Linked DNA regions of Mus musculus: all the other regions are linked to region 2. Evidence: chromatin contacts called from public HiChIP or PLAC-seq and promoter capture Hi-C data. All regions are on one chromosome and are shown on one strand. The core of a region is the stretch at or near the end of the contact, and the rest is flanking DNA. Distances in the headings are between cores, read along the strand shown.

Region 1 (2,995 bases), core at 175-2,674, 2.4 Mb after region 2:
CTCTTAACCGCTGAGCCATCTATCTAGCCCCCCCCCCCTTTTCTTTAAAGATTTATTTATTTATTTATTTATTTATTTATTTATTTATATATTATATGTGTGTACACTGTAGCTGTCTTCAGACACTCCAGAAGAGGGCATCAGATTTTTGTTATGGATGGTTGTGAGCCACCATGTGGTTGCTGGGATTTGAACTCAGGACCTTTGGAAGAGCAGTCGGTGCTCTTAACCACTGAGCCATCTCGCTAGCCCCTGGAAATTTCTAAAAGGCATAATGTGGCAAAATGATTCTTTAGAGCTCTCTGGGCCCCTCTGTGGGTGATTCACTGGAGGATGGTCTGGATGCTCTTGTCGGATGGGAAGCATGCTTCTGTTTTTCAAAGTGACACTGCCTGAAGTTCGTGCTGTGTGGGAGTATGGCTGGTTCTGAAAGGTCTTGGTATCATGATGCCGCTGAACAAGAAGGCTAAGGAAAAGCTTGCTGACAGGGTACATTTGTTGTCTGTGGATCTGCTGATGAACCCTGCAAGCCCACAGAATCATTAGACCTCACCCATACTCACTCCTGCTGAGAGCATGGCCTTTCGTAGAGAGCACCACCCGCTGTGATTCCTGCCCGGCTGTGGGTGCTGTACTCACCGTGCCACAGCTATTGCGGTGCAGCACATGCATGCCCTTCAGGGGAGGTTGCAGCCTACATCTGTTATGTACAAACACAACCAAACAGTATGCTCAGGTCTGTCAGGCTCCCCTCAGAACTGCATCAGTCTGCTTGACTGGTCAGGAGCCCCAGATCTCTAGGTTTATGCAGAGTAAGGCATTGTTATTCACCACTTAGGGCAAGGTTAAGGTATCAGCTGCCACACACACAGTTGGCTCAGCTTAGACACCACAAAGCGGTATTCCTCAGCCGAGTGCATTACATTTGTACTGAAAAGATAAGAGTCTGCCGTTCACAGGTCAAGAATACCACAGCCGGTGGCTGGCTACAGAAGTGGTAAGAATGTTCCTCTAAACAAGCTTCACCCTGGAGGAGGGCGTACACGCAGTGTTCCTGTACTCTGCTCCTGTGTGTGGACTGCACCTTGGCACTGGGCTCCTCACATTAAGCAATTAAAAGTGAGGAAGGACAGGGACCACTAACACATTCAGGCCCGTCCCAGGGCATGTTCATCCCAGTGCATGTTCGCAAGTGTTAGCACACTGGGAAAGCCTTCATCAGGTCACCCCGGGGTCAGAGGTTTTACAGTTGTTTTTAAAGGGTACCCCACCACTGGCTAAACATGCTGTGGATCTTACAGCATTGCTTCTAGAGTTAAGTAGGCTCCTCAGGGCCCAATTGCCCTGGGAAGGGCTAAGAATCCAGTAAAGAATTGATAGTCCATCTTTGGAGCATTGGAGGCCTTTGCAGGCTCCTCGCCTTAGGAAGAGACCCAGTGCAGCTGTTTGTGGAGTGATAGATAGGGCAGTCTTTACTGATAGCTGTGCCCAGTGGGGATCCCAGATGGCAAGCTTCATGAGTTCTTCAAAGCCCTCTTGGATGCCGAAGTCACTTACTTACCTGTTTGTACTGAATAGAACCAGCCTAGACCAGTAATGGGTCCACTGTACATACTGGGGGTCTAGTCACGTCCCCCAAGTACCCAGCTGATGACAGGTACTGATTCACTGAGATCATGGGTTTGGTGGGGACATAAGGCCTACGGACACTTCTGATCTCACTGAACACACTTACTGATCACAGGTCAGCCCAGTTCTGCTTCACCGACCGCACATGGGAAGGTTGAGAACCGGTGACCAGCTACCTCTTTTATTCAGTTAGTTACTATAGAGTAAAGCAGGCAGTGTTTTTTTCCTACTGGTCTGTTAAGGAGGACACATCAAAGCAGTAGTCAGATGTGAAGCTGACAGTGTAGTCTATTTTAAAAGAAAATGATTCTCTACTCAATTTGTAAAGTGTTTTCATTCCCCTGCTCCCCAGGCAATCAAGCCCTGCCGTCCGATGACCAACAACGCTGGCCGGCTTTTCCACTATCGGATCACCGTCTCCCCGCCTACCAACTTCTTAGTAAGTTACTCATGATCATAGTCTAGCCTGGGATGGCCTGGAACAGCTGTATAGCCCAGACTGGTCTCTAACTTACTGCATTTCCCTGCCTCATCTCCACTGTGCTGGGATTATTGGCCTGAGCCATCACATGAGCTTCTGATTCAGTTCTTACATCATTTTTGTTTTTAAGATCATTATGTTGATAAAATTTAACTTTATCATGCTAATGTTTATTTCAGTTTTCCTTTTATTATGTCTTTTTTATTTGTATTGGTACCATGCAATAACCAAATGTATAGCCAGTGAATTATGGTGCTGTCCATTGGAGCAGTGACGTGGGAAGAGTCAAGTAGGGCATTTCCACAGGTTTTAAAAGTCAGCAGACAGCTTACTGTCTTGGGACCAAATCAGAAGATTTGTACAATATGACAGCATGGTAATATGGTTAGAATGCACATGAACTGTGTTCTGGCATCATTCTGGTGAGCATAGTTAACTAATTTTTACTATACACATCTGTGTACTATCCATATTACCCACTTTAGTTCATACTTTATAGACTAGGCTAAGCAGTGGTAGCTCAGGTACTACGTATGGTGGCTTTTAGAAGTTCCCTGAAGCAGGGAGTCTGCTCCAGGGTGCATGTCTGTATGTTTTGTTCAGTTGCATTGCCTCTCATCATGAAATTTATTACTTTTAGTTACATGCACTGAAAAGTCTTGATTTCAAGATCATTCATAATTATATATTTCAATAAGTTTATTTAGCTAGACTTCCTGTGTCATCAGCTTTACCCACTTAAAGTGTGGAATTCATGATGTTTAACATAATTACAGACTTGCAAAGCCACCACAGTCTAAGTTTAGAATATTTATCTTAAAAGAAACTTCATTTCCTTTAGGTGGCACGTGTCTGTGGACTTGCCTAGCCTATACTTTCCCTAGG
Region 2 (2,797 bases), core at 279-2,778:
GACCCCATTACATGAGTGCTCACTAGTTGCTGTATTAACCCAAACAGCAATGACACTATTTTACTCAGACAAATAGTTTGCGTCCATATGTGCAAGGCTTGTTTTCCTAACAAGACTGAAGTCCCTGTTTTAGCATTTCAAAATGTACATATAGCCCGGCAGTGGTGGCACACGCCTTTAATCCCAGCACTTGGGAGGCAGAGGCAGGTGAATTTCTGAGTTCGAGGCCAGCCTGGTCTACAGAGTGAGTTCAAGGACAGCCAGGGCTACACAGAGAAACCCTGTCTCGAAAAACCAAAACCAAAACCAACAACAACAACAAAAAACCAGCTAAAAACAAAACAAAAAACCAAAATCTACATATTATACCCTCATGCATGTGACTTGCATCTTCTCGACAGGGATGAGAAAAACTGAGCTTCAACTTGTTTGCGTTATATGGCGTTTTTTCCTCCTTTAAACAAACAAACAAACACTCCAAACTTATTAGTCATTTATATGACTATCCATCTTCTGTAGACTCTGGTAAGAACAGCTTAAAGGTAAACCGAAACTATTCTTAAAACACAACTACAACAAAAAACAGGTAAACCAGTCACGAAGAAAAAAAAGTATGTAAAATCACCCATGCCTGATGGCAATGGACAGTAATCCCAAGTAATTGCATGTAATTTACTTGGTAAGGTGAGGCAGGACGATCACTCGTTCAAAGGCTACCTTGGCAACGTAGCGAGAGACCCCATCTCAAAAGTGATTCGTTAAAAAAAAAACCAGGGGCGGTGTTGTGGATGCTGGAGCGCCTGGCAGCAGGTGCGCGGCGCTGGCTTTAATTCCCAGTACCCAGAGAGGCGGGATTGAGCCTCGGGACTCCCAAACAGACGGGGTTCAACTCCGAAGTTTCGAAGCCTGGTAGATGAAGAGACTTCGCCAAAAGTCCCGCAGACCCGTTTCACAACCACAGCAACCATGCCGGGGAAGCAAACTCCTAAGGAACCTCGCCCAGGTCTCCCGCCGTGGCAAACTCGTGTCCCGTGCGGGGCCGGGTCTGCGGGAGCCTGGGCATTGGGAAGGCGGGCGCGAGCGGGCCTGTTTAAAAGCCTGTCCCCCGGCTGGCCGGGCGACGTGAGGGGCCGGCAGCCCGGCCGCAGGAGCCGGAGGCGGCTGAGCGCCGAGCCCGCTTCCCCTCGGCGGTGCGGGCAGGGCCCCGCCGTCCCCACGGCGTGCGCCCCGCCAGGCCCGGGGTCGGCCGGCTGGGTCCCCGCCCGCCGGTCACCTACCCGGGTGCCACCTCAGGGCCAGCTTCCGATAGGCCTTCTTGAGCTCCTCCTCGCTGGCGTCGCGCCGCACCCCCAGCGCCTCGTAGTGACACTTCATGGCGGGGCTGGACACCGGGCCGGGGCCCGGGGCGGGGCCGACGCCCGGGCCCGGGCAGAAGCCGCAGCGGCGGCGCTGGCTGTCCTCTCCTCCGGCGGGAGCCCGGCGCCAGCAGCCCGCCAGCCAGCGAGCCCGGCGGCGGCGGCGGCAGCGGCGCGGGGTGGCGGAGGCGCGCGGCGGTGGACGACGCGGGCTGCGGCACGCGGGCGCGCGGAGGGGGCGGCGCCGACAGCTCCGCATGGGCGGGGGCTGGGCTGGGTTCCGGGGGAGCGGCGCGCCGCGGAGGCGGGGCCTGGGCAGGGGAGGCTGGGCGGGGGAGCCACGCCGAGAGTCATTGTGAGGGACACAGTAGGCTGTTTGGGTGGCACTCCTAGCCGGCCTGAAGGCAGGGCAAGGTAGGCTTGATAAGGAAGTAGTTTGGGAAATACCTTCCGGACCTTCGGATTAGTTCTCTGCAGACGAGGCAACTGGAGCTTCAAGGAGTTAAGTGCTGAGTTTCAGCCAGAAGTTCGTGGTGGAAACACACCGGGATTTACCATCTTTTCAATTCTCTTCAGCTACCACTTCCTAGGATCTCTTAATTCCCCCCCCCCCCCATCTTGCCTGATAATGCATAATAAGGGACAGTAAATAAGGTCATTGCCTAAATCAGTTTTTAAAGCATCTTAAAGGTAGCGTACCAAAAGCCAGGCTAGGTGCCCGGTATGAAGAACACAGCTTTAATCCCAGCCTCCACCCAGGAGGCAGAGGCCAGTTTATTCAGGAATTCCGAACCACACCTTCAATTATCTGTGAATTCAAGGCCTGCTTGAATAATGAGTTAAATTCATGATCCTGTCTCTGCTTCCCAAGTGCTGGGCTTACTGGCCTCCACAGCCAGACTAGGTTCTTTTACACATATATTAAGCAGAAAATGTCCACATCATAACAAGTACTCTTCCTAAGAATAAGTCATAAAGAAACATCAACTAACCAGTGTTGTGAAATGTCTTAACATCCAGCCTTGCTAAGACAAGACCTTAAAAAGAAAAGAGGAGCTAGGCGGTGGTGGCACATGCCTTTAATCCCAGCACTTGGGTGGCAGAGGCAGGCAGATTTCTGAGTTCAAGGCCATCCTGGTCTACAAAGTGAGTTCCAGGACAGCCAGGGCTATACAGAGAAACCCTGTCTTGAAAAACAAAACAAAACAAAACAACAAAAAGTTTATATAAAGCATTTCCTCTCCTGAGAACTTTCCTTGATGAGGGTGGGGTGGGGTGGGGGTGGACACATTTTTTTTTTCTTCCTCCCTGTGTGCTTTTGTTTGCAAACTCTAGAAGACTGAGTTGCCTGACTAGAGATGATGTTTCATGCCTGTGATTGCCAGCAACTGGGAGACCAAAACAAAAATGATTGCCATGAGTTTAAAACCAGCTTTCTGATT
Region 3 (3,033 bases), core at 323-2,822, 2.0 Mb before region 2:
CCCAGCACCTGTATCAGGGGTCTCACAACAATTCCAGGGGATCTGACTCTCTTCTGGCCTCTGTACATGTGTGTGTGTGTGTGTGTGTGTGTGTGTTACATATTCAGACAAGCAGGTACCCACACATATGCATAAAAAATGAAATTTTAAAAAATTAAAATCAACTGGTCCATTACTTCTGATAAATCAGTTTGGTTGCTTTATTTCTATTGGTTCAATTATTTCTATATTTCACACTTTTGAAAATCTACAGGCATTTTAATTATAATTATAAAGAAAATCCCCTTGTGGTAGTTTGAATAAGAATGGCCTCTATGGGCTCACATATTTGAATGCTTAGTCTTCGAGGAGTAGCACTATTTGAGGAAGGATTAGGAGGTGTAGCCTTGCTGATGGAAGTGTCCTTGGAGAGATGGGTGTGGGAGTGGGGGGATTTTTGTTGAGGATTCAAAAGCCATGCCAGACCCATTCTCTCTCCCTCGCCCCCCTCTCTGCCTATGAATCAGGAGGTAGCTCTCAGCTAATGCACCTGCCTGCTGCCATGCTCCCCACCACGATGATAATGGACTAGCCTCTGAAACTGTAAGCAAGCCCCCAATTAAATGCTTTCTTTCTTAAGAGTTGCCTTGGTCACAGTCTCTTCACAGCAATAGAACAGTGATTAAGACACCCCTTATGAAGTAAGTAACAGTTCTCATTATAATGTATGATTTAGTAAAAATGGAAGGTCCAGTTTTGAAACTATGCTAGGTAGATAAATATACTAAGAATGCCTAAAAGTGTGTTCTATGCTAAGTGCATGGCAATATAGTCAATATATTGGGAAATTAAGCATTATAAAAATATAGTACCATTATCTTTTTATAATTTAAACCATACTAGATTGTGAATACACACACACACACAGCCTAACATAACACTTTTAACATTATATGAAGACTGGCTAAGATCTTCTAGGTCACCCTTCAAAATAATTTTCAAATAATCATCTGTACCCACATTTGGCCAAGCACTAAATTTTTCAAAATCCATTCCCTCCAAAATGTATAAAGTAATGCACCCTTTGATAAACTATAGTTTTTATTCAAACAGCCAAAACTGATTGAACTTGTATCTCAAACTCCAATGTCCATGTATATGAAACGTGGAAGCTGAGAAGACGTTAACTGCTTTTATTCTCCATTACCCACTGAAGATATAATCACTGCATACCTTCATGCTTGTACATCGTCAGTACCTTAACTAAACACCTCATTAACTTACAGGCCTCCATGACATCCTACTCACTGTTAACCAAGATTTAAAGAGTAATAACTATAAATGGTGACCAAATAACTTCCCAATACCCTGTTACCTTTAATGCAAACAAAATATACTAATCATAGAAACATATGTGTACATGTGGTGTATGCAGGGCACTTCACCCATGCATACAAACATAGAGGCCTGAGGTTCCTTTATCATCATCCACCTTAGGTTTTAAGGCAGGGTTTCTCAAGTACCTGGAGCTTGTTGATTCAGCTAAACCGGTTGGTCAGTGAACTTCCAGGTCAGGATCCACCCGTTTCTGCCCTGTCAGTGATGAGGTAATAAGTACATTCCATTGCTGCTGGCGTTAAAGTATATGTCGGAAATGTGGACTTAGGTCCTCATGCTAGCACAGCAAGCACTTTACTCCATGAGTTATTCCTCTGGCCCCAGGTATGTACATTTTCACCATCTTGCCCTTTCTCTGGTTAAATATTTTTGGCACATTTTTAAGCCGGTGCCATCCACAGTTTCCAAAATCCAACTATTGCTCCAGGCTCACAAGTCTAACTAAAGCCTATGGTTTACATACTATCTCCTAGAAAGGCTTTCCTGGCTTTTTCCTACCACACTCATGTAAATTAGGTTTTTAACACTCTCCTCCCCTGAACCCATACTCTCCCTGCTCATCTTGACCACAACACTCCAGCACCTACAAAATGATTGTTTACCCATCTACAAGCTTCATTAGACTGTAATGTCTTGGTAGGTAGGCAGGCTGAAGGCTTTTATTTTGCCATTCCCAATGCCTGTTGTAGGGAATGGTTCTGATGCTCTTGATAGGGAATTTGCATGTGAACACTGAAGGTCCTTTTCCCCAATTTGGTTCTTGATCAATCAAATAAAGAAGCTAATGGCCAATGGCTGAGCGGAAGAGGCAGGACTTCCAGGTTCCCACAGGCAGGCTAGTAGATTCAAGAAGGGAAAGAGGATTGGCCATTCTTCACAGGGAGAGAGAACCACCAGCCATGTGAGATCTTGGATGGAGTGAGATCTCCACTGGCTCCTTCCAATGGAGCCCGGGGTAGCAGGCAGGAGATCAGAAAGGCAACTAAGCTGAGGGCAGATTTAGAGTGCTGAGCAAGGAGAAGGAATTGAGGTCAGATTTAGAGGTGTTGAGCTGGGAATGAAGGTATGAACATGTTAGCCACATGCGCCTGGCCATTGAGCTAAGAAGCATATTTAAAAAAGTTGGTGTGTGTGTGTGTGTGTGTGTGTGTGTGTGTGTGTGTGTGTGTATGTGTGTATTTCATCCATGGATCTGGGGTGGTTCCTGGGTGGTGCCTAGCAGCACTGAGCTTAAAGCAGGGTAGTAGAAACTACTCCCCATAGCCTGTTGTTTCTGAGTTGAAACAGAACACAATGTATGATGATCAGAAAAATGGAAACTAGATCAAAGCCATGTACATGCCACACCAAACACTGTATTTAAAAAATGAAGACTAGGTAGCATGGGCTGGTAAGATCATTAGGCCTGACAACCTGGGACCCCCACACTAAAACAGAGAATGAAGTCTCCAAATTGATCACGTACACATGCCTTAGCACAGGTGTGCCCAGACACACATGCACATGGATTCAGTAAATAAAAATACAATTTAAAAATTAAAAATAAAAGGCTAAGTAATAGGTCTTACCTAGAAACTACTTTTGTGTCCACTATATTACAGTTCTGGCTTTTTTTTTTACTATTTTAAGCAGATAAAAGATTGATTTCCCCTTTTA
Region 4 (2,885 bases), core at 142-2,641, 2.3 Mb before region 2:
CTGTTACCCAGTCGTTGTATACGTAGAAGGCTCAGGGCTTGACAGGTTCTGACTGGAGCTGTCTGAAAGGCTGGATGAACCTAATCCGTCTGGAACCTGGGGCTATTCCTGAAGCTGCTCTAGAAGCAAGTCTCTGGAGACAGCATCAGAAGGGAGGGGGCTGGAGCAGCAGCTCATTTCAGCGTCCATGCGGATGAACCTTGTCAGAGCTGCACATTCAGCAATACGTGAATCTTACAACCAACAGTTTAGTACTGTAAGATACCTGTGTGGATTGTGCAAAGTGCACAGATGAGTTAAGGTTGAACTTTTGCTCCTTGTTTGAGCAGGTAAAAGACGAGTATTCTTTTTATGAGTTAATTTGATCGATAACCAATTGTGATAAATCCTTCATGACATGTGAAGAATTCCATGACCAACACGATTTATTGTCTAATTTTAGCTGAAGTTTTGGCTAGAGACTTTTTTTTTTTTTTTTTGGTTTTTTGAGACAGGGTTTCTCTGTGTAGCCCTGGCTGTCCTGGAACTCACTCTGTAGACCAGGCTGGCCTCGAACTCAGAAATCCGCCTGCCTCTGCCTCCCAAGTGCTGGGATTAAAGGCGTGCCACCACTGCCCGGCAAGTTTTTGTTGTTGTTGTTGTTGGTTTTTGTTTGTTTGTTTGTTTATTTATCTATTATATGTGTGTGCACTGTTGTCTTCAGACACTCCAGAAGAGAGCATCAGATTTTTGTTATGGATGGTTGTGAGCTACCATGTGGTTGCAGGGATTTGAACTCAGGACCTTTGGAAGAGCAGTCGGTGCTCTTAACCGCTGAGCCATCTCACCAGCCCGTTGTTGTTGTTTTTTAACTTGTTATTTTATGAGTGTTTTGCCTACGTGTATGTATGTGCACCACCTTTGTAGCTGGTGCCCACAGAAGCCACAAAAGAGTGTCAGATGCCCTGGAACTGGAGTTACTCAGGGTTATGTCGTAGGTGCTGGGACTCTGAAATCGGGTCCTCCACAAAGGCAACAACTGCTCTTAACAGCGCAGATCTAAATGTTGGTTCTTAAGGCATTCTCATGCCAAGCTCCACGGAGAGCTCGGAAACTCAAAAGTCTTGCACGAGGGGAAGCCAGGGATGGATGGAGAGAGAAAGGACTACCGAGCTGAGGAGAGAGCAGGAGGGCAGGACAGACTCGGTGGAGGTAACCCACTCTGGCAGGCTTGCAGCGCTCTCCCAGAACCCCGGCGCAAAGCTGGCTACGCCGAGGAGGCGGGGCGGGCGGGGATCCGTCAGGTGCCCGCCCACGGAGCGGCATGGAGCATGCGCAGTGGGGCGGCCCCGCCCACGCGTCGCCTGGACACGGCTCTGGGGTGGCGGGCGCGGCCTCCTCCAGGGCTCAGCGGCTTCGCAGCCTCTGCGGTCCTCGGTGGGAGGTGGCGGCCTTGGGACCTTCCCCAGGGGCTCGGTCCCCGTGCCCCCCGCCTCCCAGGGTCTCCGGGCTAGCTGTGGGGACTTCCGTTTTCCTCGCGGCCGCCCGCCGTCCCGCCCAGGTCCTTCTTTGGGTCGCAGGCGTCCCCTCCCCGCCGTGGCCCCTCACACCTCCACAGGGGACCTCCGGGCAGGACTCTGCGGCCACAGCCACGAGGAAACCTCTGAGGAGACCCCAGCGGACGGCAGAGCAGTGAGGGATGGACGCGGGTTCCTAGCATCCTCCGTAGCACAAACCCCGCCCGGGACGTCAGCGATTTTCTTGAAATTGTATGCTCCGATTTGTTTGAAATAAAGGTACCTTTCCCCGGTTCCCGTAGACTGGGCAGATTACTCCTGTCATACATATATTTTTGCGCCATGGAGCGGATTTTTTTTAAAAATCAGTTCTTCCATCTGCAGTGTCTGTTGTGTAGTGCTTGGTCTATCCAGTAGCATCAGTGTTTTGAGAGGCTTTGCAGTATGCGTCAGAAAATGGTGTTTGCTGCATCCCAGGAGAGAGGTGATTGTTAGAATTCTAAGTGACGGGAGGTTGTACGTGATTCTGTAGCGCACCGTACTGAAATCTTGAAGTGGGTTTGCTGTCTTTCTATCTTTTATGCTTTACTTGAAAAAAAAAATATGTCTATCTTTTCCCAAACAAATCCTTTGCATAAATCTTTAAGTGTCTTTCACATCTAGAAGGACTCATTAGACAAAAAACATAATACAATTAATCCCTCAAAACCAAAACTAACAAGTTGCTGTCACCAGTAGAATCTAACGATGATTAACTCAGTCGTGCTGGGTTTTCTCCTGTTGCCTTTTATCAATTTTGCATTTAAAGTTGCATAATGTAATTAAATATGTATTTTAGATTAACCAGTTCCTTATGTTTTGCTGTACCTTATTTTTCTCTTTACATGTGCATATGTATAGTATTTAGGAATTATTAAACTACCTAGAAATAGCTTTTGATTTGAAGATGATTGCGTATATTAAATAGTCTTATATTCACTTGTCATACTCAGAATAATGCATATTTCTGGTAATGCTATTTTACATGAGTAGTCATCAAATTTAGGAAACTTGGCATTGAATAATATAGCATTTTTGTTTTGTTTTTTGATGCAGAATAAAATGCTTCATTTGGCCGCCTTGTGTGGTTAAATCATCCTTCATTTGGAACACCTGAGCTTCTGATTCTTCGCTGACACTGGTTGGTTAGTTTCATGTCCATTTATCACAAACCAGAATCATTTGGGAAGAACCTGAGTTGAAAAAAATGTCCCCCCCCCACCTCACGTGCCAAAACAGTGGTATGGCAGCTCTTTTCATTTTGAGGCAGGGTCGGGCTGGCCATAAATTCAGGTCTGGGCAGAGAAGCCTTGAATTTGGTCTTCCTGCCTCAGCCTCTGGAGTAGCTGC
Region 5 (3,091 bases), core at 337-2,836, 2.3 Mb before region 2:
GGTCGACTGTTGACATAAGATGGTCTTGTCCACCTCATTTTGTGTTCTCGGAGTTGCTTGTTATTAACTTGTTGTTGTTAGTCAGTTGGTTATTACCAGCCAGGTGTCTTGTGTGTGTTAGTGAGGAGAGAACTCATGGGCTGTGCGTGCCAGGCTAGGACTCTATCCTTACCTACGTTCCCACCCTTTACCAGTCAGGCTTGGTAATTGCTTTCTCATGTGATCTCTCCTTTTTTATTTCTTAGGGTAGTCTTATGTTTCACAAGCTTAGACCTGTAGATCAGCTGAGACATCTGCTTGTGAGTAACGTGGGAGGGGATGGAGAAGAGATTGAGAGATTCTTCAAATTACATCAGGTAACTATGCACTGCATTTATTTTAATTAAAGAAGCTGTATAATATTAAAATAGTTTGTAAACTAGAAGTAAAATACTGTAATACACAGATTATCTGTTCTTTTGTACTCAAATCAGCACATATTGACTATGAAAATAGTTATGTTACAGGACTCTTCCACATTTATTCTCTGATTTTGACACATTCTTTTTTTGGTGGGGGGGGGGAGGGTTTGGGTTTTTTCGAGACAGGGTTTCTCTGTGTAGTCCTGGCTATCCTGGAACTCACTCTGTAGACCAGGCAGGCCTCAAACTCAGAAATTCGCCTGCCTCTGCCTCCCAAGTGCTGGGATTACAGGCGTGCACTACCACGCCCAGCTTTGACACATTCTTATTAAGGTATAAAAATAAGAATATGATATTGAAGTTGTATGATAAATATGCTTTTTATTAAGAGCACCAGTCATTCCGTTATGAGCATGCACATGTGTGTACATTCCCAATCCCATGGAATAAATTGAGGTAGTGACTGGAGGCATAATATGGGGACATTAGTAGTTAATAGTCATATCAGAATTGACAGATTTAAAACTGGGGAGTCTTATTTAAAATTACTATTTTCTCATTAAAGCTAAGCTTTTAGATTCAGGATTCAGACTATCTGCTAAAAAAACTTTTTCCAGTGGAGTGAGATACTTGTATTCACTTTAGTTGTATGTAAACTGCATCATACTGCAGCACTGTGTGCTATAAGAACTAATAAATACTGCATTTAGTTTGTTTGTTTGACACGGGATTCTCTATGTATCCCTGGTCGTCCAGGAACTCTGTATGTAGACCAGGCTGGCCTCCAACTCGGAGATCCTCCTGCCTCTGCTTCTTGAGTGCTGGGATTAAAGGCGTGCGCCACCACTGCCTTGGCGACACTGGATTATTAAAATAGTGCCTAGCACATAATAGGTACTCAATAAATGTTGGGTTTTACTGATAATTTCTAAAAGATAGAAAGATAGAAATATACAATAATATAGAAAATATAGAAAGATACAAGAATAAAATAGAATGACAGCTGATCAGAATCTTACTAAAGAGAAAGTATCTTTAATACTGATGCCTGAGTTAAACTTTACTTCTGGGCTGTTTGCTTTCTTCATGTCCGTTGAATTCATTCCAGAGTAAGTATTTATTGAGCACTTGCTGTGAGCGCTGGATTTGTCTTTAATGCACTGACTTTTGCCCCCTTTCAGGAAGACCAAGCTTGTGCAACTTGCCTTATTCTTGCTTGTTCCACTGCTGCCTGTGACAGAGAAGTGTCTGCTTGGGCAACACGGGCATTCTTTAGGTATGTCAGGGTGGAGAGAGAGAGTGTGTGTTTATGTACTGGGCCACCTTTTAGTTGCAGGGGGCATTCTGAGAGTTGAATGTAGATTTGTTTTTGTTTTCCCTCATGCTATGTAAATACTAAGCATTCTACCAATGAGCTACATCCTTAGTTCAAAAGTGTTCATCAAATACTTTTAAAGTATTGTGAAATATTTGTATATAAAAGCCCTGCTCTTTTTGGTTTTTTGTTTGTTAGTTGGTTGGTTTATTGGTACTAGAAATTAAAGCTAGGGTCTTACACATGCTAAGTTCAACCTCAGGGCCACTAAAAAAATTATTTTGTGTGTCTAAATGTTTTCCCTGCATGTGTCTATGCAGCTCATGCATGCAATTCCATTGGGAACCAGAAGAGTGCAGTGGATGCCCCATGACTCCAGTTTTAGGCAGTTGTGAGCTCCCATGTGGGTGCTGAGTATAGAACCCAAGTCCTCTGCAAGTCAGACCTGTGCTGAAGTCTCTCTGCAGCCTGGTGTTTTCTGTTGGTGTTGGTGGTTGGCAGTGTTTGTTTAAAGACAGGGATTCACCATTCAATTCAGCCTGTATTGGCTGAGTGCTGGGATTAAAGAGACACCACTTCCAGGCCACTTTTAAAGACTTATTTATTTCATGTATGTGAGTACACTGTCACTGTCTTCAGACACACCAGAAGAGGGCATCAGATCCTCATCAAAGATGATTGTGGGCCACCATGTGCTTGCTGGGAATTGAACTCAGGACCTCTGGAAGAGCAGTCAGTGCTCTTAACCACTGAGCCACCTCTCCAGCCCAAAGCCTCGTGACATCCCTGGGTGGGCTAGAACCACTAACCTCTCCATTAACAGCTGAACATGCTAACTAATTGCGCCACAGAGACACTTGGGCCACTTTTTAGATGATACCAGTGTGATAGTTTAAGGCTTTGCCAAATGGGGGAAGTAGGCAAATTTTTAACCTTCATTAGGAAGAGTCTAATCTAGAAATAGAAAGATAGCAGTGCCCGTGGAACAAGCTGAGGAGCATGGTGCGCACATCACTGCTTTCTGGGTACCTTTCCTTCTTTGTCCTTTTGTTTTACACTTTTTACCATCGTCAGTCCTCCTTCCTTACTGCCTCCAACAGCCGCTTCCAGAGCATGGGCATCAGTGGTGCTGAGGGACTGAGTCACACACAGGAAGGAAACTTGGGGTCAGAGATGGTTTTTTAAATTCTGGGTTTTTTGTTTTTTTGTTTTTTTTAATGTGTTTGCTTGTTTTGTTTTTGCTGTATTGGGAATAAACCAGGACTGACTAGTGAAGCATTCTGCCATTAACCTATGCCCTAGCCTTCAGAGGCTTTCTTTCTATAGTATATTTAGCCAGAAGTTTGAAGAATACTTGTACTGTGTAATCGTTAAA

Evidence for each region. Promoter capture Hi-C pulls out the DNA fragments that hold promoters and counts their contacts. HiChIP or PLAC-seq counts read pairs in DNA pulled down with a chosen protein or histone mark.
Region 1: an H3K27ac HiChIP or PLAC-seq map of embryonic stem cells shows a contact between it and region 2, with 6 times the contacts expected there. The contact joins the enhancer-like site here to the promoter of Dnajc21 in region 2. A contact is called at or near these places in 2 of 39 promoter capture datasets (the 3T3-L1 cell line and hippocampal neurons), 3 of 115 datasets of contacts at active chromatin or transcription factors (astrocytes and embryonic stem cells) and 2 of 9 other capture datasets (adipose tissue and liver).
Region 3: a contact with region 2 is called in a promoter capture Hi-C map of the C10 cell line, with 4 times the contacts expected there. The contact joins the enhancer-like site here to the promoter of Dnajc21 in region 2. A contact is called at or near these places in 2 of 39 promoter capture datasets (the C10 cell line and liver), 2 of 484 Hi-C or Micro-C datasets (CD4 T cells and Th1 cells) and 3 of 115 datasets of contacts at active chromatin or transcription factors (craniofacial prominence, differentiating embryonic stem cells and embryonic forebrain).
Region 4: a contact with region 2 is called in a promoter capture Hi-C map of pre-B cells, with 7 times the contacts expected there. The contact joins the promoter of Cplane1 here to the promoter of Dnajc21 in region 2. A contact is called at or near these places in 4 of 39 promoter capture datasets (the C10 cell line, hippocampal neurons, liver and 1 more), 3 of 115 datasets of contacts at active chromatin or transcription factors (astrocytes, embryonic stem cells and regulatory T cell precursor) and 1 of 9 other capture datasets (adipose tissue).
Region 5: a promoter capture Hi-C map of liver shows a contact between it and region 2, with 3 times the contacts expected there. The contact joins the enhancer-like site here to the promoter of Dnajc21 in region 2. A contact is called at or near these places in 2 of 39 promoter capture datasets (hippocampal neurons and liver) and 1 of 115 datasets of contacts at active chromatin or transcription factors (embryonic stem cells).

The regions. Positions count from the first base shown.
Region 1 is chr15:12,857,392-12,860,386 of GRCm38.p6, forward strand. It overlaps Drosha (drosha, ribonuclease type III), which reads left to right. Exons shown (of 35, transcript NM_026799.3): 11 at 1,982-2,068. Among named protein-coding and RNA genes, the nearest start is that of Drosha, 34 kb to the left of the region's middle. Within about 2 kb of position 1,425, at least 18 of the 459 cell types and tissues checked have an H3K27ac peak or open chromatin away from gene starts, as enhancers often do. A contact at or near this core is called in embryonic stem cells, where this site is marked.
Region 2 is chr15:10,468,988-10,471,784 of GRCm38.p6, forward strand. It overlaps Dnajc21 (DnaJ heat shock protein family (Hsp40) member C21), which reads right to left and starts at 1,529. Exons shown (of 12, transcript NM_030046.2): 1 at 1,278-1,529. The coding sequence starts at 1,374.
Region 3 is chr15:8,428,124-8,431,156 of GRCm38.p6, forward strand. All of the region lies in intron 1 of Nipbl (NIPBL cohesin loading factor), which reads right to left. Among named protein-coding and RNA genes, the nearest start is that of Nipbl, 15 kb to the right of the region's middle. Within about 2 kb of position 1,573, at least 13 of the 459 cell types and tissues checked have an H3K27ac peak or open chromatin away from gene starts, as enhancers often do.
Region 4 is chr15:8,167,715-8,170,599 of GRCm38.p6, forward strand. Cplane1 (ciliogenesis and planar polarity effector 1) reads left to right here and starts at 1,392. Exons shown (of 53, transcript NM_001162906.1): 1 at 1,392-1,775; 2 at 2,592-2,680.
Region 5 is chr15:8,129,880-8,132,970 of GRCm38.p6, forward strand. It overlaps Nup155 (nucleoporin 155), which reads left to right. Exons shown (of 35, transcript NM_133227.3): 14 at 246-356; 15 at 1,583-1,677. Among named protein-coding and RNA genes, the nearest start is that of Nup155, 22 kb to the left of the region's middle. Within about 2 kb of position 1,587, at least 3 of the 459 cell types and tissues checked have an H3K27ac peak or open chromatin away from gene starts, as enhancers often do. A contact at or near this core is called in liver, where this site is marked.